2 separate regions of the Ovis aries genome follow, and region 2 is linked to region 1. Evidence: chromatin contacts called from public Hi-C data. All regions are on one chromosome and are shown on one strand. Each heading gives the region's core, a stretch centred on a gene start, on an enhancer-like site or on the middle of the called end of the contact. The rest is flanking DNA. Distances are from core to core; before and after follow the strand shown. Region 1 overlaps BCL2 (BCL2 apoptosis regulator). Region 2 has its middle 16 kb from the start of VPS4B.

The links. Hi-C and Micro-C count contacts between places; a contact is called where the count stands out from the background.
Region 2: a Hi-C map of liver shows a contact between it and region 1, with 3 times the contacts expected there. The contact joins two enhancer-like sites. A contact is called at or near these places in 6 of 16 Hi-C or Micro-C datasets (blood, hypothalamus, liver and 2 more).

What each region holds. Positions count from the first base shown.
Region 1 is chr23:61,709,374-61,714,304 of ARS-UI_Ramb_v3.0, reverse strand. All of the region lies in intron 1 of BCL2 (BCL2 apoptosis regulator), which reads left to right. Among named protein-coding and RNA genes, the nearest start is that of BCL2, 190 kb to the left of the region's middle. Within about 2 kb of position 2,879, at least 9 of the 54 cell types and tissues checked have an H3K27ac peak or open chromatin away from gene starts, as enhancers often do. A contact at or near this core is called in liver, where this site is marked.
Region 2 is chr23:62,015,949-62,021,026 of ARS-UI_Ramb_v3.0, reverse strand. No RefSeq gene overlaps it. Among named protein-coding and RNA genes, the nearest start is that of VPS4B, 16 kb to the right of the region's middle. Within about 2 kb of position 2,911, at least 19 of the 54 cell types and tissues checked have an H3K27ac peak or open chromatin away from gene starts, as enhancers often do. A contact at or near this core is called in liver, where this site is marked.

The sequences.
Region 1 (4,931 bases), core at 1,630-4,129:
GTCCATTCTCTAGGCCAGGATCTACTCAAGGGCAGGACGGCTTCCCCACCGAGGCTCTGCCATGATCACATAAGGCATCCACAGTCAGCTCCAAGACTGGAACGTGCCTGAGTTTCCCATCTGTTTATAGCCGACCAAGGTCACCGTTCCATTTCCCTGTGAGTGCTAAGAGCCAGCGGGAGCCTGGACTGGCAGAGGCTGCTGCGCTGTTTCACTCAGTGTTATGCTGGGGACATCTTCCCTTGCCAGTAAATACAGGGCACAAGTTTTAGTGACTGATCCATATTCCAGTGGGCTTCCCTGGCGGGTCAGTGGTAGAGAACCCACCTGCCAACACAGGAGGTGTGGGTTCGATCCCTGGATCAGGAGGATCCCCTGGAGAAGGGAATGGCAGCCCACTCCAGTGTTCTTGCCTGGGCAATCCCATGGATGGGGGAACCCGGCGGGCTACAGTCCACAGGGTCACAAAGAGTCAGACACGACTGAGCGACTAAACCATAACATACTCACTATCATATTTTCAGATATTTTTGTTTTAAAGTTTTATTAATTGTTTTCAAGATAATTAGAAGTAGAATCGCTAACACATGAGCAATATTTTTAAAGCTTCTGTTGCGCATTTCCAAACATGAACGGCCTCTCCGCTTACCTGCTCCTGAGAGCCCCTGAGCTGTGTGAGGGTTTCTGGGCTCCTGCCCCCACCCCCACACCATCCTTTTCAGTGGAACTCAGTGGTCTTCTTCAGTTCTTGCCATTCTGATTCATTGGTTTTTAAATCTCATTTTATTCGGAATCAGGTTTAAATAAAACTTTTTGAAGGACCTGAAGGGGAAAGGAAAATCTTGGAGAGTGGGCTGCCTTGAGGGAGGGATGGAGAGTGGGCTGCCTTGAGGGAGGTGTGGCGGGGATGGGGGCGGGAGGGATGGGGCTGAGTGGTCCCAGGGCAGGGACAGGACACTCTGACCCCCTCCTCCCACCTTCGCTGACTTGAGCTGTCTGTTCCTACCTGGTCCGTCCACACCTCCCTGGCCGACTCCCAGCCCTGCAGCCAGGGCCTGGGCTTGGGGCATTAGCTGCCCTGCTCCTCTGAGGTCGGCGCTGCTGGAACTCAGACTCCAGCCATCTGTGGCCTCTGAATGGGAAGTCTGTGGGGAAGCTGTCTGCAAAAGGGCCTCCAGAGCTGGGGCGCTGCCTGCCTCCCCTCTGAAGTTGGGGGCTAACAGAAGGAGAAGGGGCCCTCCCCTGGAGACCTGCCGTGCCCATCCCTGAGGTCGGGCAGAGCCCTGGCCAGTCCCAACACAACCAGGTGCTGCGTGCACCCTGAACATACAGGCGGGGGCTTTGTCCAAATCATGTGACGACGGCCCGGGCTTTCTTCTTCCCTCTCTGTTGCTTCTAATACATAGAATGAGCATGTGTTTATTTAAAACAGCTTTCAGACTTAAACAAATAATGACAGACTGTTCAAACAGACTTCGGAAATCACCCTGATCAGGATGTTTGAGAAAGCAAGAAGACTCCCCCGTGAAAATAGCTTTCGGAGCTTCACTCCTGAAACCACAGGCTCTGCTCTGCACTTTAGAATCATAGACGGGCAGATTATGGGGTAGATTCCATCTCAGGGGCGGGGGGGGGGGGGGGGTCGCGCATTAAATGATGCCTCTCGGCCCTACAGCCTGACTTAATAATCTATGAGGAAGTAGAGCTGGGCGTGTGTTATCGCTTCCAATTTTCCGCCAGAACACATCATGTGTGTACGTCTGAATTCACGATTTCTTTAGAAATCATCAACTATCTTGAGAACCAAGAGCTGACACCTTAGAGGGAGCTGGCCGCTTGTTTCTGGAAATTAGCAGGCTCAGCAGACCGCCTGGAGGCTAGGGCAGTTTGAGGAGGATCACAGCAGGTTAGCAAGAGGACAGACCAGAGAGCCGGGTGATGTTTCCTCTAGTTCACGCTCGGGGCCACGTTTACAAATGGCCCGAGTCACCTACGTTTATCTTCACAACAACCAGTTTTATGGGTGAGATAAATGAAGCTCAGCCTCGGGTAATTTGTTCAAGGTCACAGGCAATAAAATGTCAAAGCTAGGATTCCACACAGACCTCCTCCCTTGAGCTCAGGGCTCGTTCCCAGATCCCTCCGTGCCCATGCTTTGGGTTAAGAGATGCTATGTTAGCTCATCCCACTTCAGAAATGATTTCTTTCTTTGTAATGCACATCAGAAATGGGCCGTGAAGCACAGTTATTTATACAAGCGGCTGAGGCTGGGCAGGGAGGTCTTCCGGCCCAGGGCTGGGGTACTGGGAGAGGCGTCTCGTCCGCCCGGGGGGGTCGACACCAGGCAGAGCGGCCCGAGTCTCCCTGCTTCCCCTGTCTCCCGAGGGGGGCGCCTGGTCTGGAAGGGTCAGGTGGCTGAGGCCTTAGTCTCTTCCATATCCCGCCACAGACACCTCCATTGATAACTAAAGGGACTCAGGGCCCAGCCGCCGACCCTCACGACATGGAACTGAAGTGCCTACCGCCCAGTGCGCCCTTCCGAGGAGTCCGGGTGCCTTTGGCTGGTGTATGGGGGTTCCAGCCTTCCCGCCGTTAGAGAAACCAGCACGGAGGGGAGGGCTGTTAGATGTCTGCTCCTGTGTCTGTGGGGTCCGGGGGTGCACTCTGCAAGAGGCAAGTTTCTCTATACCGGTCCTGACTCCTTCCTGCCCCGTTTACCCCCCGACATGTAGCGAAGGTCGGTGTCCTGACGAACAGCCGTGGTTGTCAGCTCAGCTCTGGGCCTAGGGCGCTAAGCACATGTGCTATTTATGTCTATTGCCTTGCTTTGCTAAGACTCAAACTCAGAAAACTGTTTAACAATAGATTAAGGAAGAAGAAAACCCTTGCGCCCTCTCCTGGTAGAAGTTAATCCAGTACCTCTGAAGGTAGAGGTCACCCACGTGTAGGGGAGCAGTTCCTTGTCCCGGCTAGCTAACTCATCTGGCGCTAATTTGACCAAAGCTATGGACACACTAGATCGACCATCTGGGTCTTCTGAGGGCTGTGATTGTGGCGTTTCTTCTGGACCTTTCTTCACAAGGCTTCTCAGTCTCAGCACCACTGGCACTTGGGGGGGATGATTCTTGTGCTGGGGCCGTCCTGTCCCGCGCGGGGCAGTGGAGAGCACCTATGGTCTCTGCCATCGGATGCCAGCAGCACCCTCTCCCCCAGACCATGACCACCAAAGACATGTCATGGCGGGGGGGGGGGGGGTCAGGACCACCCCCAGTGAGACGCACCACCCTAAACCCTTGTCTGCCTTTGTGGGGTTCTGTCTGTTTAGTTCTTGTTTTCATGTTTTTCTGGCTGCACAGCCTGTGGTATCTTAAGTTCCACAACCAGGGACTGAACCCATACTCTCGGCAGTCAAAGTGCAGAGTCTTAACCACTGGACTGCCAGGGAATTCCCTCTTGTCTGCTTTTTGTAAAAGGTGCCAAGGTCACTGGGGCAGTGAGAGAGTGAGGATAGCTCAGCACAAACCCTTCAGGACTGTGGGAAGCAATTTTGATCAACTCTGGGAATTTGTCTCAAAACAAAAACAAAACCTAAATCCAAATGCATAGATAAGAATTTACAAATCGCTGGTCTATAACGCAGGGAGCCCAGCCTGGCACCCTTTGATGACCTAGAGGGGAGGGATGGGGGAGGAGAAAGGGGCTCCAGAGGGAGGGAATATTTGAGCAGTTGTATGTTGTTTAGCAGAAATCAGTACTGCGTTGTAAAGCAATTATCCTCCAATTAAAAATAATTTAAAAAGTAAAAAGAATTGGTTAAATAAAGTACAGCACAGATACAGATATATAAATATACGTGGTGGAAAATTATGTAGTCATGAAAAATAATTGTGCACATTTATACTTAATAACACAGGAAGTTCCCCTTAATGATGCCTTAAATGTTCACCTTCAAGATTACTGCCAAGATTTCCAGAGGTGGTTGTATGTAAAAGGAATAATTTCAAACAGGCAGAGTATCTGGGTAATGTATTAGGCCAAATACAGAATTCAAACCAATGTTTGATGTTAGAAAACCTTAATCATTAACTGAACAAACATTTCTCAAACACCTACATGTACTAAGACCATGCACAGCACTGGGGAGACAAAAATAACACCTGATCCCTCTACTGAATACTCGCCCCAGACAGACAAAAGCGTGGTCAGCATCATCAGCCGCTCCTCACACAGTGAGGCTGGACCTCTGTATGCGCCGTCTCCCTTAGTGAAACTGTGTGCTAATTCCAGGTTTGGGGGGCTAACTGGAACTATGTCTTGTTTTCCCCTTCATACCTGATTAATCCACCAAGGGAAAAACACTCCACTCGCTGCTTTACATATTCAGACGGGCATGCATCCACGCTCAGCTGCTTCAGGCCAGCCCGACTCTGTGTGACCCAAACGACTGCAGCCCGCCAGGCTCCTCTGTCCATGGGATTTTCCAGGCAAGAATGCTGGAGTGGGTTGCCATGCCCTCCCCTAGGGGATCTTCCTGACCTGAGGACTGACCTGTGTCTCCAGCACTGCAGACATATCCTCTACCACCTGGGTCAGCCAGGAAGCCCATATATTCAGACAGAGTTATCCAAATGCTCACTGGGTCCAAACACAGAGTCTGATCGTCCCCAGCAAATCTGAGAAATGAGCATTCAATGGTCTCGGCTCTTTTCTTACAGCACAAGAACAAAGTAAAGGGCCCTTTAAGATGGGTGTGAAGAATAAAGAAGATAATGCATGTCAGGGATTCGCTACAAGTGCCTGGCCTAGAGCAAGCATTCAGGAAAGGAGTAGTTGGGGTTTCTTTTTAAATTAGTTTTACGAATGTCCATGCTCGCTAAAACTGCAAAGCCTCCAGTATTTCTACTGCTTCTGCCCTTTCATTTCTGCCGTTA
Region 2 (5,078 bases), core at 1,662-4,161, 310 kb before region 1:
TGGTATGCCTGTTCCAGCTCCACACATTAAATTACTTGGAATTTTACTTCCACCCCCCCCCGCCCCCGATACCTCATCCCTTACAGTCTTCTCTAGTGGAAGGTGAATTTCACCTAGTCTGCCTTTTGGGAAGAAGGAAGATGGAAGGAAATGGGCGGGGGGAGCGGCTCAAGCTTTTCATAACCATTCAAAACTTGGATATCACTGAGAAAACCAAAACCAAACATAAAGTGGAAAAACATTCATTGAAACCTTACTTTGAAAGCTGCACAATATCCATTATATGGAAATATAATTAAGTAATTATTGTTAAGTAATCGCATATTGTTGAATAAATTCCCTCCCTTTTTTCCTAATAGCATCAGGCAGTTGAACAGTTTCATCCAAGCTCCTGGTCTGCAACTCCGACCCTTTCCTAGGGCAAAACCCTGTTCTGGGGCCGAGGAAGTGGGCCCTGTTGGGAAAGCCGTGCTCTTCCACCGCAAGCTGTGGCTGCTTCTAATTAGACCCACCAAAAATGCCCCTGAGGACAAAGACGTTTATAATCAACAGTACATTTCATGAGCTTAATTATATGCTTATTTTAATTAGTTAAATTATATGCATTAATTCATTAATTTTATACATGCATCTTACATTTAACTTAGCCATCCAGGCTCAGATCCCACAAGAAGAGTAAGGAAAGCCCGCCAAGAAAGTGCTGATGAGCAGTCTCTAGGCTCTTCCCATGAGTCCGGGCTAGACCTCTGCCACTGACAGCTGCATCACCCTGAGAGCCCACAGAGGTGCACCAGGTGGAAGGACAGAGAGCCATGCTGCTGTCAAACGGGAGCTCGATGCTGCCCACCTGAGACACGGTTTAAGCTTTAAAACACTTCTAGCCATGGCCTAGAAGCTGAGCGTTATACTTTACTCAGTGGAAATTTTTAAGACTGGTCCATCTAGTCAAGGCTATGATTTTTCCAGTGGTCATGTATGGATGTGAGTGTTGGACTATAAAGAAAGCTGAGCGCAGAGAATTGATGCTTTTGAACTGTGGTGTTGGAGAAGACTCTTGAGAGTCCCTTGGACTGCAAGGAGATCCAACCAGTCCATCCTGAAGGAGATCAGCCCTGTATATTCATTGGAAGGATTGATGCCGGAGCTGAAACTCCAATACTTTGGCCACCTGATGCGAAGAGCTGACTCATTGGAAAGAACCCTGATGCTGGGAAGGATTGGGGGCAGGAGGAAAAGGGGACGACAGAGGATGAGATGGTTGGATGGCATCACCGACTCAATGGACACGAGTTTGGGTGCACTCTGGGGGTTGGTGATGGACAGGTCATGGGGTTGCCAGAGTCGGACATGACTGAGCGACTGACCAGCAACAAACCCGGGAGGCAGCACCTCAAGTAAGGCTGAGAGAACGGCTCCAGGAGGTGAGGGGCGGAGCAGGTTATATGGAGGTTTTGCAACAAAAGGCAGGTAGGCTGAACGTCAAGAGAGCATTATTAATTAAAGAGAGCCGGGTACCCCAAGTTGAGGAATTTAGTGCGCGTGTGGGAGGATGCAGCCGTCTGGGCTCCCTGAATTCATTCCTTCCGAGTGCACCTCCACCGTGCAGGCCAGTTGCCTGTGTTTTTCCACATCTCGAGCTCCCGTGGGGCTCTCTGGAGGGCTGGCTGCAGCCTGAGGTTCGTCCTTCCTGAGTGCCCTTGGGGCTCCCTGGCTCACGTTGGAGGGCTGCAACACCGATGTGGTGACGTCCTTGTTCCCTGATGTGGTGGGAAATACTCCATTTCTCAGTACCCAGAGCCAGCCTGTGCTCAGACCCTGCTGCTCCGGTTCCCACAGTGTAAGTTCCGAACGTTTGAAAGCTCTGGGTGTGTGATGTCAAATCACTCTCCAGAGCCTTGTACAGAGCATCATCAACAATGTTCTTGACGGCCAATTTATTCCTCTTTGACGGTCCTTTTCTAAACAGCTTTTGGAAAAATTGTGAGATGCCACCCTGAGCTATGAATTATAAATTATGAGACAGCTAATGTCTTATCTGTTGTGTTCCTGTCCTTGCTGTTGGAGTTTCTCTGCTCCCACGATGTCTAATTAACAACCCTTAGCCCCAGGGGGCTACCGAGCCCCTGAAGTGTGGCTAGTCCAAACTGGGCCGTACCACTAGTGGAAAATACAGTCCAGATTTCAAAGGCTTAAGCTCAGTGAAGGATAGCTAATTAATTTCTTATATGGATTGCATGCTGAAGTGATAGCGTTTTGGATATATTGGGTTGAACAGGAAATGCATAATTAAAATAAATTTTACTTGTTTGGCTTTACTTTTTTAAAAAATATGGCCACTAGGAAATTTAAAATTAATACTTGGCTCACATTTGTGGATTTTGCAATTTTTCTACTGAACAAACGTTCTATTGGGATGCATTTTTCATTTTAATTCAGAGAGCGGTAGGCCAAGATTCCTTCACAGCTGATTTCTTTTCTTGTTCCTACCCTGAGGCTACTACCTCAGACAATTTTCCAGGGGGTTACAGTAGAACTGCTTCCTGCTTTTGAAGCCCTGTTTCACAGCTCGCGGAGAAGGAAAAGGCGACGCACTCCAGTAGGCCTGCCTGCAGAGTCCCGCGGACGAGCCTGGGGGGCTACAGCCCAGGGGGTCCCAAAGGGTCCAGTGCCGCTGACTACAGAAAGAGAAAGAAAGTCGCTCAGAGCCGTGTCCGTCGTGTCCGACTCTTTGGGACCCCCTGGACTGTAGCCCACCAGGCTCACCCGTGGGAATTCCCAGGCAAGAGTGCTGGAGTGGGTTGCCACTCCCTTCTCCAGGCATCGAACCTGCGTCTCCCGCACTGCGGGCGGATCTTCACCATCCGAGCCCCGGGGAAGACCACGTGACGCCTCTTTCGCTTTCTTTGCCGCCTCGTGAGTAGAGAGCGGGCAGTTTCTGTGAGTCGCCAGTAGAGGGCGCGCCTGCCACACTTAGCCCGGGACCGCGCGCAGCCGGGAGCCGCAGCTACTTTGAAAGTGAAAGTGAAGTCGCTCAGTCGTGTCCGACTCTCTGCGACCCCATGGACACCAGGCTCCTCCGTCCATGGGATTTTCTAGGCAAGAGTACTGGAGTGGGTTGCCTTTTCCTTCTCCAACGGCTGGTTAATTGCTTTACAGATACGTTGGTTGAAGCAAGAAAATTAATTCATACTGAACGGGAGAATTTCCTTAAATTTGCAGATGGTCCTGCACTGGGGGACTGCTTCAACAGCCAGGAAAATTATTAAAAGGAATAACGCTAGTTGAACTCCTTTTATTTTTTTCATAAAGCTTTGAATTTCAATTTTTAAAATAATTTGAATTTCCCTTTCAGACCTCTAGATACTGAAGAGTAAAGTCTGAAATTTTCTGATGTAACTACTTTATTTATAAAGTAGCTTTATCCTTTGTCATTTGTATAAAATATTTACAACAAAAGGATAACTTGGTAGTCAATATTTAATGTCCTGCCATAATGTTCTTAATGGAAGTTACTCTCCTGAAGCTAATTGTCCTCGGGTTCTGCTGCCCCTTGGAACCTTCTGGAACTGTTTGGATAATAAATTACTTTAATATGGTATTGCCATTACTCAGAGTTCTTGCTTGAGAACAACAGCAGCAACAACAACAACAAAAATCAGACTTTTTGTATTTGAGACGGAGAGGGAATTAGGTGAAAGGGTACTTGGACCCGGAGGGAACTGAAGGGAAGCCCAGAGAATCCAGCTCAGGAATTAAGCAGGAACCAACGGAGACCAGGGCGTCCCTGGCGGCTCAGATGGTAAAGAACCTGCCTGCAGTGCAGGAGACCAGGGTTCGATCCCTGGATCCGGAAGATCCCCTGGAGAAGGGGTACCCACTACACGCTCCAGTTTTCTCGCCCGGAGAATCCCATGGATGGAGGAGCCTGGTGGGCTGCAGTCCCTGGGGTCACAAAGAGTGGAACATCACTGAAGCAACTTAGCGTGAGTGCACAGACATATCTTGTGTGCCAGATGCTAATATAATGTTACATGTCAATCTATCTCAGTTTTTTAAAAATTCAGAAGAAGTCTTACTGGATTAGCGGGCCCCTAAATCCAAGGTGGGTGGTGTCTTTAGAAGGAAAGGAAAATTTGAGGACAGAGGTTCAGACGTGAAGTGACCACGATGTGAGGCAGAGGCAGAGACTGGAGCGGTTGGTTTGTCCACCAACCGAGGAGCGCCCAGGGGCATGGACACCCAGACACCGGGAGAGGCGAGAAAGGACCCGCCCCAGGAGCCTTCAGAGGCAGCGTGCTCTGCCAGCACTTAAGGTTCTATTGTTTTTGATGTGGACCATTTTAAAGTCTTTATTGAATTTGTTGCAATATCGCTGCTATTTTACGTTTTGAGCTTTTGCCTGCAAGGCATGTGGGATCTTAGCTCTCTGCCCAGGGATCTAGCCTGCGCTCCCTGCACTGGAAGGTAAAGTCTTAACCGCTGGACCACCAGGAAGTCCCATCTGCCAGTACCTTGACTGGGGACCTCCAGCCTTCCAGCGCTGTGTTAGCCATCCAGTCGTGTCCAACTCTTTTCGATCCCTAGGACGGTAGCCCACCGGGTTCCTCTGTCCATGGGCTTCTCCAGGCAAGAGTACTGGAGTGGGTAGCCACTCCCTTCTCCGGGAGATCTTCCTGATCCACGGATTTAACCCAGGTCTCCTGCATTGCAGGCAGATTTTTTACCATCTGAGCCACCACGGAAGCACCGCCCCCCCCCACCCACCCACCAGACTTCCTGGTGCAAGGATAAAATCTGTTGCCTGAAGCCACAAAGTCTGTCCTGTTTTATCACAGCAGCACACGAAAACACTTAGAATAAAGGGTGACTTTGGAGCTGGTCCACCAAAAGCCCCAGCCACAGTCTTTGCTTTGTGCGCTTAGACTTTCGATAAGGTGTCTTTTGAATTATTGATTAATGTCTTTCCATCCATCACAGAAATATCCCAGAGATAACAGAGAACCAGGAAGTCTACAGACTGACTACGTTTGGATTTATTCACGGAAATATGTGAATTAATTTGTGAATAAACTCTTACG